2 separate regions of the Lactuca sativa genome follow, and region 2 is linked to region 1. A link is a contact called in public Hi-C data. All regions are on one chromosome and are shown on one strand. Each heading gives the region's core, a stretch centred on a gene start, on an enhancer-like site or on the middle of the called end of the contact. The rest is flanking DNA. Distances are from core to core; before and after follow the strand shown. Region 1 holds the start of LOC111895815. Region 2 holds the start of LOC111895803 (auxin response factor 8).

Evidence for each region. Hi-C and Micro-C count contacts between places; a contact is called where the count stands out from the background.
Region 2: a Hi-C map of leaf shows a contact between it and region 1, with 7 times the contacts expected there. The contact joins the promoter of LOC111895803 here to the promoter of LOC111895815 in region 1. A contact is called at or near these places in 2 of 4 Hi-C or Micro-C datasets (leaf and seed).

The regions. Positions count from the first base shown.
Region 1 is chr3:97,118,059-97,120,851 of Lsat_Salinas_v11, reverse strand. LOC111895815 reads right to left here and starts at 1,320. Exons shown (of 2, transcript XM_023891876.2): 1 at 651-1,320; 2 at 1-252. The coding sequence starts at 1,242. The coding sequence ends at 667.
Region 2 is chr3:97,287,437-97,290,136 of Lsat_Salinas_v11, reverse strand. It overlaps LOC111895803 (auxin response factor 8), which reads right to left and starts at 1,355. Exons shown (of 14, transcript XM_023891863.3): 1 at 783-1,355; 2 at 436-548; 3 at 226-324; 4 at 65-121. The coding sequence starts at 825.

The sequences.
Region 1 (2,793 bases), core at 71-2,570:
AACAAATGCATGTGGCATGTGATATAAGTATATAACAACATAAAATAGTTAATAGCAGAAATTTCAATGTTTTATATGAGAAAAAGAAAATTGAGAGTCAAAGAGCAACGAGCAAAGAAAGTATGCAAAGATAACTACAGACCAAAAGATGTAAAACAAAGGAAGATACTCATTGGAATAGTTCACCATGAGTGGCAATAATGGAGGATCCCGAGAAGAGATCATAGTACTTCCATTCAGTAAACCACAGAGCTGCAAGAAAAATATAATCTTGAAGAACATAAGTGTGATCGCCTACTTATTAATATGTAATAAATCTTGAATGATTGAACAAAACCGGAGTAAACCAACCATAAAAGGTAATCAGAAACATCCCAGTGATCAATATCAATTTAGAACAACTCTAACAAATACCTCTTGACTAATCAAGCATAGAAAAATTAGGGATTTAGCTGTACAATCCTAGAGACGCCATATGTATAATAAGCATAGCAATCATAAATTCACACATATCGCGTAAGAATAAGCAAATCGAACCATAGTAGCACTTAAAATTTTTAGCATTTTAACAGATACATATAGTAACAGAAAGGAAGAATCCACATACATGAGACATACACTTGGTTTAAAAATCCAAAGGACATACTTACCAAACCAGAGCTTCATCTATTTCATTGCATCGACTTCATCGGCAGAAGGAGGCACAGGCTTGGTGGCGGCAGGGATAGGGGCGTAACCGTTCTTGTTATGGGTGACGTCATCCTCATCGTCGACGTCGTACTCTTCCTCATCGGAATCGGAGCCGAAATCCAAGCGTCTGCTAGAACATACGGACCAGATTAAGTACATGGTTGCGGCGGTGAGAGCCCCGCAGCCTACACCGACGAGTAGAGCGCCGACAATACTGATGATGTCCAGGGTGCGATCGCGAAACGAGGAAGAAGAAGAGGGTTTTGAAGAGACGACATCTTCCACTGCTCGGTCGGGGAAGATCGGACGGGGGAAGGACCTGCTGCGGTGGAATTCGTGGATTTCGGTGATGAAGAAGGTCAAACGAGGGGAATTAGTGGGGTTTTGGTGGGGGAAATTAGGGTTTCCAGGGTGATTAGTGTCGGCTGGGTAGTAGGAGGAGGAAGTGGATGTGATGAAGAAGATCGTCTTGCAAGGCCTGGCGGTGGCGGAGATAGCAACGAGACCGACGATGATCGACAACAGGAGGAGGACGGTGGTCGTAGACGCCATTAACGCGGATATAGAGAGAGAGAAAGAGAGAGGTTTGGTTTGTTCGTAGGGATGTGAATTTCGGGAAGGATAACGGAGTTAGATTAACGAAATAAAGAGATTATGATCCGCTACGGAGTGTCTACGGTGAGTCCTAGACAAATTTACGGTTTATGTCACAAGAATTAATTTTAAATAGAATTTAAAATTTAATTATGTAATAAAATATTATCTCATTAATTTAGAAAACTTGTGAATTTTGATATTGTATTCTTTAATAACTTTGTGATTTGTAAGTGTTTAATTACACAATAAATGGTAAGTATTTAATTACAAATAAAGATTTTTAAAATCCTGATTTTTGATGTATTATTCTCTTTGAACATACGGAGATGATGACATAACTACAACGGAGCGAGTGGGAAAAAAAAACGTTTGTTGGCTAAAACACCACTTTTACCATTATAACTTATCATCCCAATAAATCTTTAACTCCATTATTTCGATTAGTCGTTATTGTTGTAGGATTTTTACTCCTTCATTGCTAAAAATGACTAAAAGATGCTATAAAAAAATTGGTTATAAATTGTGAAAAACTTCCTTATAAACAACATTGAAAGTTTTATTTGTGAATCTATTATCTTTATCTAAAATTAATAATTTTAATTTCTCTCTGCTTTGAACTATAAATACATAAAAATAATAATCAAAAATAAAAAAGTATATTAATAAGATCCATGAAAGAAAGAAAGAAAATATATAATTAAATAAAAAACACCATAAACAATACTAAATGTGCATTATTTCCTAATTGATCAAAACTTATGATTATTGATTGTTTCTTAAAGAAAACGAAATGAGCATAAATGGCCATGGTTATTTCATAAAATAAAATAAAATTTCAACAACAGTACATGTTTAAAAAAAGTTACCGAATTATCCATTATTTAAAAAAATAACCTAAAATGGTCCTTGTTTATTACAAGAAACTACATAAACACTCCATGTTAAAAAAAATATAACATAAATGGCCAATTTATTAAAAAAGCTAACAAATATCGTGTAAATTTTCTACATAATACTTTGTAGTCCATTTTCCGAAAAAAGTGGTTGTTTCCTACGTGAAAAATAACCAAAAAACTTTATACATATATTACGGTAAATAAAAAATGACCTAAAATGGTCCTTGTATATTTTGTAATGCACGTAGAATGAAGTTTAGAGAAGATCCAAAACATATACCACAACTATATAGATATTTTAAGCAATAATAGTCAGTAAATTGAATAATTGTTATATCTATGGAAAACTAAATTATGAAATTATGTGACATTAATTTTGACCGATTAAATGAATAGGAAAATCAGGAGATACTCTAATTACCCATTGATATATAATACTTTACATGTATATTTGGTAACAATAATCTTCAATATTCTAAATTAATTAAAAAAACACATTTTCCATCACCTATATCTAATAAACAATAAAATTATGTTATTAAAACAATTAAAATGGCATGAAGTGGAAAGACCATCATCATACCCTTTAAAATCATTTAAAATTCATAAT
Region 2 (2,700 bases), core at 106-2,605, 170 kb before region 1:
AAAGAAATAACTTTTTTAATCCTCCAAATGGCGAATACATCAACATTGGTAATTTTTTACTTACGGGTGTCAATGGCTGCAATGTCATTTGAGCATACACTTCATCTGTCTCAACATCTGCCTGAAATTGCAACATGATAAGTCTTTCTTTGACCTCTAAGTTATATAAACAAGAAGTTAAGACCATATATATTTGAGGATATGAAATTATGAATGAAAACACACATGCATTGTGACATTGTGGAGTTGGCAGATCAATTGAGGAGGAAGGCTTGGGTAGTTGGGAATGTGAGAATCGATTTCTTTATTTGTAGTTGCAGCAACCTGGTTTTCATTTTCAAGTAGATAGATTATAAGTAATTGGTCATCAAAATTAAGTAAATATATGCACAATTTGGGTGAATAAGAAGCATATAAGAAGGAAGAAGTAAGAACCTGTTCACTATGACCCTGAGGGAAATAAATTACACGGGAGCCTACTGTCGGTAGGGAAACAAGCGGGCCTGCACAAGCATGCCATAGCTCCGAATTCAAGCTTTTCTTTTCTCCTTCAATAAGCAATAAGAAACAATCAATAAATTAATCCCCATAGACACAACTTTAGGTTAAAATACTTGATTAATCAAGAGTATACCACACGGACATTAATGTATACAATATATATACACGTACGTAAGAAGAATCCAAGAAAAGGACACTTACAGACATGTAAAGTCAAAAACAAAAACAAATGAGTTGGAAGGAGATAGATAGATATAGATATAGATATGATATATATATACCTTCTTGAGGCTGCTGACCAGACCCTGATGTTGAAAGCTTCATATTATTTTATCTAAATCTTACCTTATTATATAAATATGTGTATTACTATTAATTAACTAATTTCATAAGCATGAGCTAAACGAATCCTCAGTGCAGCAGCTTCTCGGGGCTTAACGATCGTCGAATCCTAAACCCCTAAAAACTGCTGAATCAACATTCACTCCTTTTAATTATCAGCTCAATCGCTTCCTCCAAAGTCTAAAACACCTAACCTTCACATGCATTATTCCAAAGCTAAAAATCCCCCCTCCCATAGCTAAAAAGCAAAACCCTAACTAACCGAGCTCAGAAAACCAGTGGTTGTTCTGAAACATCGCCATGAGTGAACTTTTGTCCCCGATCGCTATCGAAAAAGTTGAAAAAAATAGTGAAAAGAAAGGAGAGAGAGTGGAGCATGGAAGGGGTTATATAGGGGGTGGATATTGGATCCCGATCCGACCGACCATAGTCGACCTGAAGCAGAGAGTAGAGTAGAGAGAAGTGGAAGTGATAATGGAGGAAAAATGGATCAGAAGCGTAGGGAAATCCGTACCTGGAGATGAAGACCGTCGATTATAGAGGAGTGAGATGACAGGAGGCATGTGCCACCATCCTTCAGTGGTCGTTGTCAGAGTACGGACCTTCCGATTATAAAATTAAATAAATTCCTATTTTCCATAAATTTAAATAAAAAAGATAAAGAGTATATAATCATTTTATTTAATTTTTTTAATATTGCTCTTTATGGCAAACCTATTTTGTAGGCCTATTGCAAATCATTTTTAATTTTTAATTTATAATATAATTGAGATTTGAGAGGAAATGCTAAAAAGGCATAAGTTACATTCCTAATCTTTTGAAAAGATTATTATAGAAAAGTGTTTTCCACTAAATATTTTACTTTCTAATTTCAGTCATTTTGAGTTTTGACGGTTCCTTCATATTGATTCATGACCAAAGGCCTTAGAAATTGGGTAGGGTATAAAGATATGGTTTGATGATTTAAGGATTTTTGGGTAATTTAGGAGTCGTGTAATTTCATATTTCATATTGATATTTTCATTTATGTTCGTGTTTCTATAAACTTAATATGTGATAATCTTTAATGGCATTTTGCCGGATATAAATATTTTTTGGGTTGAATTCTAAAAAATAGATACGAAAAATTGAATTTCCAAATATGCACATGGATTCCGCGGAGGTGAGCTACGAGGGTCCGCATAATCGACTTAATATCCGAATAATTGATGTGACACAAAAAAAAAATCTGAAGAACCATTCCGTTGAACTACCTCCAAGGAATGAACTCATTACTCCGAAGAATTGATGTTACACAAAAAAAAAATTTGAAGAGTCATTCGTGGAGCTACATCCGAGTAATGAACTCATTATTCGGAGGTAGCTCCACGAAATGGTTTAGAAAAAAAATCACATCGATTCATTAGAGCTTATACTCATACTGCGGAGCAAAAGTTCATTCCTCGGAGGTAGCTCCGTGGAATTGTTCTTAAGAAAAAAAAAATTGTCACATCGATTCATCAGGGCTTTTACTCATTCCGAGGAGCCCTCAGAGCTCACATCTGTGGAATCCATGTCTATATCTGGAAATTCGATTTTTTGTGTCTATTTTTTGGAATTCACCCCCAAAAAATCTTAATATCCGACAAAATCGCATCTTTAATAACACTTTCAAATTTAAGCACAAAATTGAAAACATTGTTATCGAAAAGTACACGTTCAAAATTTTAAGAAATGGTCAAATTGGCAAAAATATAAGTATATATACTGATACATATGAAACATGGATAAGATTGACATAACTTGTGGTATTCTAGAGAGAAAATTTGGTTTTTGGAAATCAATGTCAAGCAACTTTAGCTATTTGGCAAAACTTAT